Linked DNA regions of Mus musculus: regions 2 and 3 are each linked to region 1. Evidence: chromatin contacts called from public Hi-C and HiChIP or PLAC-seq data. All regions are on one chromosome and are shown on one strand. The core of a region is the stretch at or near the end of the contact, and the rest is flanking DNA. Distances in the headings are between cores, read along the strand shown.

Region 1 (4,309 bases), core at 1,342-3,841:
GTTTTTGATGCAACTTAGACAATATTATGTTGATTCATGAACTTGGGAGTGTTTCTTCAACCATTTTATACCAGATCAACCCCTCTCCCAATATACGTTAGAATTGAAAAAAATATAGATTTCCTGGAGAGACTGGATGCCTGATCTACCTATAGTTGTGGCTCCAACTTTCTCTCTGTTCACAGAGCCAGTAGTGTCATTGAACATCCCTTCCTTTAAAAAAACAAACCATTTTTCATGATTTATTTTGATCATTTTTCCTTCCTCCAACTCTTCCCCACTCATCCAAATCCATATTCATTTTCTTAAAAACAAAACGAAAACTGCGCTGTTTTGTCTGGATGGTGTTTTCTTGGAGTCATTTACTGCAGTCTTTCTGACTCCTTATCTTCATAGATGCCTGAGCATTGAAAGAAAGGGCTTGATGAAGACATCTCATCTAGGACCAAGTGTTCTAAAGTCTCTTACTCTCTGCACATTGGAAGACCATTTCTTAACTCCCATTTCTGTTTCTTGCTGCTTTGTAGTGGGTCCTTGTTTCTTGACCCATTATCATCATCATCTTGTTCTTCCTTCTTCTCCTCTTTGAATTTGCATGGAGAATTCCTCAAGATTACTATTTTACCCCAGGTGCATTTTTAATCTTAATGTTAAGAATATGCAATGAGGCAGGCAGTGGTGGCACACACCTTTAATCCCAGCACTTGGGAGGTGGAGGCAGGTGGATTTCTAACTTCGAGGCCAGCCTGGTCTACAGAGTGAGTTCCAGGACATCTGGGGCTATACAGAGAAAACCTGCCTTGAAAAACAAAACAAACAAACAAACAAAGAATATGCAATAAATTACCTAGTTAAGTGTACAGGAATGGAGGTGTTTTTTAGAAAAATATTTATTTAATGTGAGTACACTGTCGGTCACTGTTCAGATACATCAGAAGAGGTTAGATATCGGATCCCACTACAGATGACTGTGAGCCACTACGAAGTTGTTGAGAATTGAACTCAGGCCCTCTGGAAGAGCAGTCAGCACTCCTAACCACTGAGCTATCTCTCCAGCCCAGGAACTGAGTTTTAGCACATATCCCTTCATGCTTTCTTGTGATAAGACTAAAAAGTGTCCCCGAAACCTGACATACCTTGATGTACACGGTGTGAGAAAGAATGATGAGGTTTGCAAGAATTGGGACTAAGTAAAACACAGAGACTAAATTTAACTCTTTAATTTGATGATTCTCTCTAGCATCCCCACAAAAATGATACACTGGCTTGCATAATCTGTGACCAGTACCTCGCAAGTTCTAAATTCTCTTTGTACAGCTCATTTAGAAGTTCTCGTTTATACAAAGCCATATCCATCGTGGAGCCAGGTGCTCTTAGCTGTGAAGAGCCCTTCCTTGGGTCTTTTTTCCCTAATATGTCCTATGTGACTTCTCACTGGTGATGCTTTTGGTGTGCTTGTTACTCTGATCCTGATCGCTCTGTCAACTAAAGTTAGACAAAGTAACCTTTACTTCTCAATTCAGATAGGAATCCTTTTGCACTCCAAGTTTGGCTTCAGATGCCTTGGAAAGATTCATGCTGCCACCTGCTGGTTTATTCAGTCTGTGTGCATCATTTATTTACTTGTTAATTTGTTTTTCTTTTGTTGAAACAGTTTATTTTGTAGCAGATATTTTTCCATCCCTACCTGAACCACCTCAATAGTAAGATTAGTGAATTGCTGGCACTTTGATCGTCCATAAGCAAACCAATTTTGTGTCCTTTATTATTCATGGGACGCCTAAAGGGAACTTAGAACAGACTGTGAATTATTTGTCAGCGTGAATCAACGAGACAACAATATCCTTTGATTTTCTAATACCCAGGGTGTCTGATCTCTTTCATGTGGATATTCATAGTTTGACAGTTAACAAAATTTGACAGTTCTTTTAAGTTAGCAGTGTCTCTGGGGCGAGTAAGATACCAATGAGCTATTATTCCCTCAGGCTTTGCTTTGGCATTTAGGAATTATTTTTCATTACTGCTAGCGAGTAACGTACTTCAGTGCGTTTTTGTCCCAAGGTATGGAGTCACCAGGTTCCCAGAGAAAGACTAAGATGCCAATGACCCAAAACTATGAGCGTAAGCCCACCAAATCGGTCACAACTAATACTCTGATAATTTAGGAACCAAGGAGCCATTTTGTGAGGCATTTCTACCCTTTCCTCTCCTCATCTGAGGTCGCCAACTAATGCAGAAGAACTTCTAGTGTCCAAGACGCGGAGCGATACATGGTTTGTCCAAGTAGAAGATATATTGAAATTTTGCATAGACAGGTGTGTGACCTAATGTACATTATTTAATGTTTATGTGGAAGTTCTACATAAACGTTTTTAGCTGTAAAATAGGATAATCCTTCATTATCGCGCAAAATAATGAAATTCACGCGTCATGTCACTGAGCTTACGTACCTCCATCTTTATTCATTTTAATTTTTTTATAATATAGTTAGACCTAAAGGTCCAATAAGATGTCAGAATTGCAATCTTTGTGGCCACTCCTCTTCTGGTCTCTCCGCCTTCAGCGCCGCGGATCAGTTAAAGGCGTGCAACGGCTTGCTCCAGCCATGTTTGCTCGTTTCCCGTGGATGTGCGGTTCTTCCGTGGTTTCTCTCCATCTAAGGAGCTTTGGGGGAACATTTTTAGTTCCCCTACCACCAAGCCTTATGGCTTATTTAAGAAAACATATCAAAATTCCACGAGATTTTTGACGTTTTGATATGTTCTGGTAAGATTTTTTTTTTGACATGTCCTCCATACTTTTTGATATTTGTAATATTTTCAGTCAATTTTTCATTTTTAAGGAATATTTCTTTGTTGTGCCTTTTGGTTGATACTTGTGTGTGTATGGTGGACTTACCTTTCTTTCATTGTTTATATATTCTTGCCCATCGGGGCCACGGATACCTGTGTGTCCTCCCCGCCATTCCATGCCCAACGGGGTTTTGGATACTTACCTGCCTTTTCATTCTTTTTTTTTCTTATTATTTTTTTTTCTAAACTTGCCCATCTGGGCTGTGGATACCTGCTTTTATTCTTTTTTTCTTCTCCTTAGCCCATCGGGGCCATGGATACCTGCTTTTTGTAAAAAAAAAAAAAAAAACAAAAAAACCTTTCTCGGTCCATCGGGACCTCGGATACCTGCGTTTAGTCTTTTTTTCCCATGCCCAACGGGGCCTCGGATACCTGCTGTTATTATTTTTTTTTCTTTTTCTTTTGCCCATCGGGGCTGTGGATACCTGCTTTAAATTTTTTTTTTCACGGCCCAACGGGGCGCTTGGTGGATGGAAATATGGTTTTGTGAGTTATTGCACTACCTGGAATATCTATGCCTCTTATTTGCGTGTACTGTTGCTGCTGATCGTTTGGTGCTGTGTGAGTGAACCTATGGCTTAGAAAAACGACTTTGCTCTTAAACTGAGTGGGTGTTCAGGGCGTGGAGAGCCCGCGTCCGCCATTATGGCTTCTGCGTGATACGGCTATTCTCGAGCCAGTTACGCCAAGAATTAGGACACCGAGGAGCACAGCGGACTGGATAAAAGCAACCAATTGCGCTGCGCTAGCTAAAGGCTTTCTTTATATGTGCGGGGTTGCGGGATTCGCCTTGATTTGTGGTAGCATTTGCGGGGTTGTGCTAGCCGGAAGTAGAAAGCCAAGGAGTGCTCGTATTAGTGTGCGGTGTTGCGCGGAAGCCGCAGAGGACTAGGGGATAGGGCTCAGCGTGGGTGTGGGGATTGGGCAGGGTGTGTGTGCATATGGACCCCTGGCGCGGTCCCCCGTGGCTTTAAGGGCTGCTCAGAAGTCTATAAAATGGCGGCTCGGGGGCTCCACCCGAGGCTCGACAGCCCAATCTTTGTTCTGGTGTGTAGCAATGGATTATAGGACATTTAGGTCGTACAGGAAAAGATGGCGGCTCAAGTTCTTGGTGCGGTATAACGCAAAGGGCTTTGTGTGTCACATGTCAGCTTCATGTCTGAGTTAGCCTGGAGAGGTGGCACATGCTCTTGAATGTGTCTAAGATGGCGGAAGTCATGTGACCTGCCCTCTAGTGGTTTCTTTCAGTGATTTTTTTTTTGGCGGGCTTTAGCTACTTGGCGGGCTTTGCCCGAGGGTACACTTGGTGCATTATGGTAGGGTGTGGTTGGTCCTACCTTGTGCCACTCGAAGCTGAGGCAAGGCTAAGTGGAAGTGTTGGTTGCCACTTGACGTAACTCGTCAGAAATGGGCACAAGTGTGAAAGTGTTGGTGTTTGCTTGACTTCCAGTTAGAAA
Region 2 (4,309 bases), core at 1,251-3,750, 250 kb before region 1:
ACTAACAGGTTTATCTTGAGCCTCCAGACTCCGCCTTACTCAATGCTGCTGTCTGTGAGTATTGCTTTCCTTGCCTGCTGCTCATCCATCCTTTTGGTCACTTGCTCCTCTTAGCAGACTGAACTAGATGAAGGGATTTGAACTTTCACCCTCTGCCAACCCTGCCACCACTGCTGAGGTGCTTCTCAGGCAAAGAGCCAGTGCTCAGCCTAGGCCACAGCTTCTCCTTGTGCTGGCCCTAAGAAACCCAGGCTCCTAGTTGTCAGTGGTCAGACTTGCCACTGACACACTTCAGTGTTATGGGTGTATTGAAACCTGTGGGGTGCTCTGGGGACCTACTGCTCTAAGCAATCATTAATCCTATTTCATAACAGCTACTCAACAAACCTGGGCTAGCGAATGGAGGGTTGTTGCAGTGGGGGAGGGGACGGGTTTTCCTTTATTTGCTGCCTCAAGTGAGTCATCTGTTTATCCCAAGATAATATTTAATTTCTAGTTGCCAGATCTCTTAATCGGCACAAAACAATATTTATTTAATTGTTTACTTTTATGAGGCCCAGTCCCCAGATTCTGAAACTGATGCAGAGAGGTGTGAAGCGAATTGTTCAAGGTCGAACAGTAAGTACATGGGTACCGTCCTTAAAGCCATGTCTGGGAGTGCCCCTCAGGGGCCACGTGTGTGCTTAGTGTAGACAAGACCCTGGGTTCCAGCTCTAGCACTCAAAGCCAACAAAATGACAAACCATGCCTGTCTGACTGCAGAGATTGCGCATTTATCACTACAGAAACACAGAAAGATAAAGCCAACCCCAAACCCTCCAGTATTGGTCCAAGGCCCAGCAGGCTGCAGGACCGCTGCTGTGCAGCTTAAGAAAACATTTCAGTTGGGTAACAGATTGGTAACTACTGCAGTGCCCTCTGGCCTGGGGAGAATGTTGATTACCTTCCTCTGCTCTTTCCCTCATTCTCTCCATTCCCCTCAGAAAACACTCAGCTTGGGGCTGGAGGTATGCCTCAGTGCACAAAGCTGTAGGCTCAGTCTTCAGTGCCATTTAAACCAGGCACCATGCTGCCTGTGCATTTTGGAAAGCAAAATCAGAGGGGCTCAGAAGTTAAGGTCGTATTTGGCTGCATAATGATACTGAGGCTGTATGAAACCCTGTCTCAAAAAAAATGTCTAAAGAAAACACTTAGCCAAAAGGGACAGTAGCCCTTGAACTCGGGCCATATTCTTCCCAAGTCCTCTGTCCTCTTTCCCTTCGCTCCATCCCTCTTCTCTAACAAGAAATCCAAGTGTGTCAGGGATTATCTGCAGAATCCTGATCACAGGCAAGAGTATACGGCCTAAGTGACCACTTGGGATTTTCTCTGCACTGTGATGTTTCATGAAATCCTAACAGCAGTCCATAACCATGCTGTCAATATGAACTCGTGACTCGGTTGTGAAGATCAAAGTCACATCGATCCTGGCAGCCAGTCTTTCTAGACAGACTACTTTGTCATCTGCCCCAGGCATGCCATTCCAGGTTTCCTCCCTAAAACTACAAGTGTAAAGAATGCTGATTCTGGAAGCAAAGAGATCACCATCCATTGGGGTTAAGAGTCAACTATCCAAAACTGGCTGCTTCAGTTGATTAGAAGTGTCCTCAAAGGTTAGGGTGAGACCCAATCCAGTTACTGTCTCAGAGTAGACAGGCTTCTTTTATTCTTTCTTATTTATAGTTATACCTAAGCATTGGTGCATCCTGACAGCAGCATACATCATCAGTTACATAACCCAGGACAGAAAAGTTTGAAGAAGGAAAGTATATTTATTTTTCACTCATGAGTTCAGATGGCTCAGTCCATCATGGCAGAGAAGACATGGTGAAAGAGGTCAGTTCACACCATAGACGACCAGGAAACAAAGGAGTATGACTGCAAGTGGCCGAGGATAATTTGCCCTCAAAGTGTCCTGTCCCCAGTGTCCTGCATCCTCCAATTTGGCCTTCCCACCTCAGTTTTTGAAACCTCCCCAAGTAGCACCAGCAGCTGGGGAGCAAGTATCCAAAACACGAGCTTAGGAGAGAGCATGATCTGTTCAAACCACAATATAGAATTTAGAAAGTTGGCCACCTAACAATGCTCCATTTTCTGGTGGTTGGAAAATGTATTGGAGGAGCCACGTGTTCCCAAAGAAGCTGTAGAGATTTCCTAACCTGGCAGGAAGCAGGCACCTAGTGAGCTCTAGGCACCACTGCCAAACTCAGTGCAACAGCAAGCACACTTATATTCCTTCTGGATCATGGGCTCACTTCCTTATTTCTCTGCTACAATGGACTCTGCTCAGAATGAGACCTCCAAGCCAGCACTTAGAAGCTATGAGGCAGGGTGCTAATGGGGACAAAAAGCAGACAGGGAAGAGGAAGAAAGGGCCTGCTGCAAGCACACTGAGACCTCATTCCTACTTTGCAATGAACAAAGTCTGTGGGCCTCATGTCACCATCTGTAAACAGCGGGGGATGGATCATCGATCAGCCTTGGCTTAGTGCCTGTAGCTGCCTAGTGACATAAAACAGGGAGCTTGGAAGTGAGACAGTGGAGACCTTGACATACATCCAAGCTGGCAATCACTGGCCTTAAGTCCAAGGGTACCAAGGCCATAGAGTCATCACCTAACTGAGAAGTAGAAAAACAGCCCAAAAGGCAAGCAAGCTTGCAGGAAAGGCAATTTAAGATTTACTTGGTGTCTTAGGAAAAAGAAGTCATGGTGAATGGCCGGGTGGGTGGAAAGAGAAAAGTAGACCTGAAGCAGAGGTGAGGAAGAACCAGTGACTTCCCATGAGCACCAGGTGAGAGAGACACGGAAGGAAGGATGAGACAGAGGCAAAGAAGATCTGAGGAGAGCACTCTTACCAGGAGCGCATCAGGCTCTGTGCTGTGGGGAAAGAAGCAACATCAGACTGGGTGTCCAAAACTGAGGTTTCTAGTCCTGGCTCAGAAATGGACTTGCTGTGTGTCCTTCAATAGTTTGTGCCCTCTCTAACCCTCAATTTCCTCACTTGTAATTTTGTGGTTTTCTTCAACCCTTTATTGAGGAAATATTAACATACAGCAAACCACACATTTTTTTCAAGAGTACAATTTGATGAGTTTTGACATCTGTGCAAACCAGAAAACTACCACCACAATCAAGGTCATGGGCATAGGCATCACCCCTCAATTTTCCTCTTTTTTTTTTCAATAATTTTTCATTTTTACCCAACTCTCTGCACCTCTCCTCCTCCACAACAATCACAGAAGATGATAGTCTTTCAATGTGTATGTATTTGTTTGACCATTTGTTTATTGATGAGGGAGTTCCGGTGGGTTCCAGGCCATATGAGGACTTTACCCAGTTGGTTTGCCTACTACCTTGTTAGGTAAGGTCTCTCTGGTTTCTGCTGCTATGTATTCAGGCTGGCTGGTCCACAGTGCTCGAGGCGGGTTCTCTTTCCTCTGCTGCAATCTCACTGGAGGAGTTGCTGGGATTACTGAGTGTTGAGACTGCAGATGTGTACCACTGGCATTTGCTACCCTCAGAGCCATCTCTCCAGTCCCAGCCAGTTATGTACTTTTCATCACTTGATGATTCTGTATTTCTAAAGGTTTCATAGCTGGGATCATATAATACAATATGTATCTTAGGCAGCAATTGGCTTCTTCCACTGTTTTGATATTCATCTACGTTCTGACATTTGTTATTAGTTCCCCTCCCTCATTTCCATGCTCCCTCTATCCCTATCCCTCCCTCCATTCCTCTATCCTTCCATCCCTGCTTCCTGCCTGCCTGCTTGCCTGCCATCATTCTGTGCTTCTTTCCAGCTTTATTTTGGAGGAGTATTGAATTTTGTTATTATGGAAAAGTCCCTAAAACATGCATAAGATTTCAAAGTTTCATAAATAGCATGTACCATATATATGCTGTGTTTAACAAAATGATACAAATGTATGTGTCAAGATCTGAAAGAATGCATATCAAGTTAAACTACTTGCTACCAAGTGATTGGAATTATAGATATGCTTCTTTTGCTGCAGTTTCCTAATTTTCTAATTGTCAAAATTCATAATAGGAAAATGTCATGTCTTAAAAAGTTTTACGGAAGCATAATTGACATAAAGTAAACAGCCATATCTAACCACACGAGATGAAAAGGTTTTACATACATAGGCATATGAAGCCATCACTATAATTAAGATGGCAAGAATATACATCATCTCCAAAGACCTCTCCCCAGCCACTGGACTTCTGTCACCTAGATTAGTTTGATTTTCTAGAATTTTATATAAA
Region 3 (4,309 bases), core at 530-3,029, 170 kb before region 1:
AAATGAGTTCCAGGGCAGCCAGGGCTACACAGAGAAACCCTGTCTCAAAAAAAAAAAAAAAAAAAAAAAAAAAAAAGGCTCATATTGCCTAGCATATATGAGACTGTTTGATCTCTAGAACTGCATAAGCAGAACATGGTGGCACACACCTGTAATACAATCACTTGGTAGGTGACAGCAGGAGAATCAGAAGTTTAAGGTTATCTTGGCTACATAATAAGTTCTGTACCAGCCAGGAACTAATGGGACCCTGTTTCAAGAAAAAAAAAAGTTCTCAACCTATAGGCTGTGACTCCTTTAGGAAACCTCTACCCCCAGAAATATTTACATTATGATTCATAACACTAGCAAAATTACAGTTATGAAGTAGCAATTAAAATAATTTTATAATTGGGGTCATCACAACATGAGGAACTATATTAAAGGGTAGAAGCATTCAGAAGGTTGAGAACCACTATTTTATAAAAAGAAATGAAACAGTTACTTTTAAAAAGGCAACAGGGCTGAAGTGATGGCTCAGCAGATAAAAGCACCAACTCTCAAAAGTTGTCCTCTGATCTCCACTACAGCAACAGAACGAGCACGCTAGAGCACACACACACACACACACACACACACACACACACACACACTCACACACTCACGGACATGCACTTATGAGCACACACACAAATAATAATGACAAAATGCTGTCTTTTGAAATCAGGTATTTGGCTCAGAACTGTAATCAGAAGACTGATACGGGCAAAACAATACAAGTTCGAGGCCAACCAAGGCTACTTGGCAAATCTATGTCTCAAAAACAAATAAATGGGCTGATAAGATGGCTCAGTGGTTAAGAGCACTGACTGCTGTTCCAGAGATCCTGAGTTCAAATCCCAGCAACCACATGGTGGTTCACAACCATCTGTAATGGAATCTGATGCCCTCTTCTGGTGTGTCTGAAGACAGCTACAGTGTACTTACATATAACCATAAATAAATCTTTAAAAAAAACAAAACAAATAAAGGCTGGAGGTTAGTGGTAGAGATTTTACCACTATGTATCAAGCCCTGGGTTTAACAGTCCCTCGAAAAAACAATAACACCAAGAATAGTGTCATGGAGAGTTTATCTGGGCAGTTAATTGTAGGTTTTGTTTATTCTTTATTTTTTCTGTTATTTCACAATTAAATAATAGTTTTAAACTTATGGTTTATTTCTAGCAATTACCATTTAAATTTAAATGTTTTCTTAGCACATGTCAATTATACATAATAGTTTCATTACTTCATAGTTGTACATAACATATTTCAATTAAAATCATATTCATCCCCACTGGTTACCCTCTCTCATCCCTCTTCTACTCCAGCTAACCCCCACCCTCTTCCTGACCTGTCCCCTACTACCACCCCACTTTCTACTTTCATGTCTTTGTGTGCTTGTATGGGACAAACATATAATTTCTTCACAGTAGTATGGTACAAATGTTTCTGTAAGCTTGATGTGTTCAGCATCCAAGAAAGAGATTGCTAGGCCAAATTTATTGGATTGGTTTAGGATACGTAAAGGCAATTACAGCAAAGGAAGAAAAAAAAAGTCTTAGCATAGAACTGGCCTCCATCTCACAGGTAACTAAGTTAGGAGGGATTCTAGCCAAAGGGTACAGTAAGGCTCAGCAGGGAGAGAATGACTAAGACAAAAAATACCTGGGTTAAAAGGAACCATGATTCAAGTGACTGTACTTTTGCTGAAGGCAGGCCTGGGTGATGAGATAAGCAGGCTAGGGAATCTTGCTGAACTGACCCAGCAAGATTTTTGGCTATGACTGTACTTTAGTCTTGCCTCTCTTAAGGAGGAAGGATAGAGCCTAAAAGCAAAGTTTAATCGAAAAGAAAAATCAAATAGTCAGAGGCACACTAAGCAGAGAGGCTTTGTCAACTGGTTCTTGGATGCTTGTTTTTCTTAAGTGAAGGGACAAAAAGTGGTTAAGAGGCCAAAGCTCCAGATTTTCTTATTCTCCCCAAGAAAATAAAGAAATGCAGCGCCAGGTTCAGCACCTACTCCCCCAACCTGGAGAGCAAATACCCTAGCAGGTGGTTGCTTGGCACTTTTGGGATGCGGAAATGGAGAAAGAAGTGGAGAAAACATATGCCAAAGGTGTGAAAAAAATAACTTGCTAATCAAGAAATAGAAGCTAAGCTACTCTACATGATAAACAGGGACAAGGAGAAGGGAGACTATAACCCAGTGGGGAATCGGTTGCCCAGCATCTGGGAAGCCCTAGCTTCCAACCCCAGTGTCTGAAAACAGTAAAGTAAGTAGAAAATGTATAAATAAGTAGTATACTTATTAATAATACATAAAATAAATAAGTACAAAGGACATCAGAGAGGGAGAGAAAGAGAGAAAGAAAAAAAAAGAAAAGAGAAGAGAAGAGAAAAGAAAAGAAAAGAAAAGAAAAGAAAAGAAAAGAAAAGAAAAGAAAAGAAAAGAAAAGAAAAGAGAGAAGGAGAGAGAGGGGGAGAGAGGGAGCAATTTCCCTGCAGCTTAAAGGTTCTCCAGAGGATTGGAATTGTGGACTTATAGCTTACCTTTACCAGAGAGACTGAAAATAAGTACATTTATGAGAAATGTTCTACTTCTTCAATGTTGACATCTGACTGACAAATATCATTAAGCAATTTGGAGATGAAAATAGACACACTTGTGAGCCTGGTTTTAGATTGGCCTGTTTCTTCCTTCCTTCCTTCCTTTCTTCCTTCCTTCCTTCCTTCCTTCCTTCCTTCCTTTCTTTCTTTCTTTCTTTCTTTCTTTCATTCAGATTTATTTATTTATTTATTTGATTTTTTTCGAGACAGGGTTTCTCTGTGTAGCCCTGGCTGTCCTGGAACTCACTTTGTAGACCAGGCTGGCCTCGAACTCAGAAATCCGCCTGCCTCTGCCTCCCAAGTGCTGGGATTAAAGGCATGAGCCACCACGGCCCAGCAAGATTGATTTATTATTATATATAAGTACACTGTAGCTGTCTTCAGACACACCAGCAGAAGTCATCAGATCTCATTACAGATGGTTGTGAGCCACCATGTGGTTGCTGGGATTTAAACTCAGGACCTTCAGGAAAAGCAGTCAGTGCTCAACCTCTGAGCCATCTCTCCAGCCCCAGATTGGCCATTTTCTATCTGCTGGTATAGGAATATTGATAAGGCCAAATAAAATTGCCTTTCCCCTGAGACAAGGATGAGTTGCCTAAAGCGAAGAAATAGAGGACTTAAAAGTATTGGATGTGTCCTTAAAAAAGGACCCCGCTTCCTTCCTTGCTACCCCATAATTCTAGGCCCAATCCCTGAGGAATTAAACTGTTATTGGGGAGAATAAATGCAAAGATTTCAGTATCTTGGAAGGACAGGGAGAAAGAAAATAACCATATTTAAAGAATTTTGGGATGTGTGACTACAAAGCTTCCAGAATTATGAGACAAGCCATAAAAAATAATGTTGAGCTGGCCACGATGGCCCACACCTTCAGTTCCAGCACTCAGGAGGCAAAGGTCGATGGGTCTCAGTTCTGAGATCTAGATTTTATCTATCTACCCCATGATGTATGACTCCCCTTACATGTGAAGGATATTCTTGCTTTTATTCTTACCTTTTATTGTATTTTTTTATAATAGCCAATTATCTCACCGTTGTAAACATGTTCAAAGATCATTTGTATGAACCTTAACTTTTCCTCATAAAAGGGACCTCAAAATGCTAGTAAGGAGTTACTCTCTCAAATCCAGACCTAGGCTGAGACAGCCAGCTGGCCAGGCCCAGGACACCTCTAAAATAAAAGCTTATGTTAATTGGACAGTTGTGGATTGGTCTTTCTCCCCACAAATTCAGGTTTAACAAAGCGTCTGGACTTCTCACATAGTAAACAAATCCTCTACCATTGAGCTACATCATCCCTAGGCCTTGATCTGATCCATTTCTTTTCTTTTCTTTTTTTTTGGGGGGGGGTCATTTTTTTCTTCATTTACATTTCAAATGCTATCCCCTTTCCTACCCTTTCCTAGTTTCCTCTCCAAAAGTCCCCTATTACCACCACCACCACCACCCCCAGCCCTGCTCCCCAACCCACTCACTCCTGCTCCCTGGCCCTGGTGTTCCCCTGTACTGGGGCATATAATCTTTGTAAGACCAAGGGCCTCTCCTCCCAATAATGGCTGACTAGGCCATCCTCTGCTACATATGCAGCTAGAGACACAATCTCTGGGGGGGTACTGGTTAGTTCATATTGTTGTTCCTCCAGTAGAGTTGCAGACCCCTTTAGCTCCTTGGGTACT

Evidence for each region. Hi-C and Micro-C count contacts between places; a contact is called where the count stands out from the background. HiChIP or PLAC-seq counts read pairs in DNA pulled down with a chosen protein or histone mark.
Region 2: a contact with region 1 is called in a Hi-C map of liver, with 4 times the contacts expected there. The contact joins the enhancer-like site here to the promoter of Xist in region 1. A contact is called at or near these places in 6 of 39 promoter capture datasets (the C10 cell line, HPC-7-derived erythroid cells, cranial neural crest and 2 more), 1 of 15 datasets of contacts at CTCF or cohesin (large pre-B cells), 4 of 484 Hi-C or Micro-C datasets (the N1E-115 cell line, cerebral cortex and liver) and 2 of 9 other capture datasets (liver and pancreatic islet).
Region 3: an H3K27ac HiChIP or PLAC-seq map of trophoblast stem cells shows a contact between it and region 1, with 23 read pairs. The contact joins the enhancer-like site here to the promoter of Xist in region 1. A contact is called at or near these places in 13 of 39 promoter capture datasets (the C10 cell line, the HPC-7 cell line, the SN4741 cell line and 10 more), 1 of 15 datasets of contacts at CTCF or cohesin (CD8 T cells), 42 of 484 Hi-C or Micro-C datasets (B cells, the Ba/F3 cell line, the C10 cell line and 30 more), 12 of 115 datasets of contacts at active chromatin or transcription factors (CD8 T cells, the HPC-7 cell line, double positive thymocytes and 9 more) and 4 of 9 other capture datasets (adipose tissue, liver, macrophages and 1 more).

Annotation. Positions count from the first base shown.
Region 1 is chrX:103,481,515-103,485,823 of GRCm38.p6, reverse strand. Xist (inactive X specific transcripts) reads left to right here and starts at 2,591. Exons shown (of 8, transcript NR_001570.2): 1 at 2,591-4,309. It also overlaps Tsix and the pseudogene Gm14861.
Region 2 is chrX:103,730,447-103,734,755 of GRCm38.p6, reverse strand. The region is part of intron 1 of Slc16a2 (solute carrier family 16 (monocarboxylic acid transporters), member 2); the gene reads left to right. Among named protein-coding and RNA genes, the nearest start is that of Gm53059, 38 kb to the right of the region's middle. Within about 2 kb of position 2,500, at least 6 of the 459 cell types and tissues checked have an H3K27ac peak or open chromatin away from gene starts, as enhancers often do. A contact at or near this core is called in hippocampal neurons and liver, where this site is marked.
Region 3 is chrX:103,646,226-103,650,534 of GRCm38.p6, reverse strand. No RefSeq gene overlaps it. Among named protein-coding and RNA genes, the nearest start is that of Zcchc13, 18 kb to the right of the region's middle. Within about 2 kb of position 1,779, at least 11 of the 459 cell types and tissues checked have an H3K27ac peak or open chromatin away from gene starts, as enhancers often do. A contact at or near this core is called in epiblast stem cells, stem cell-derived epiblast-like cells and trophoblast stem cells, where this site is marked.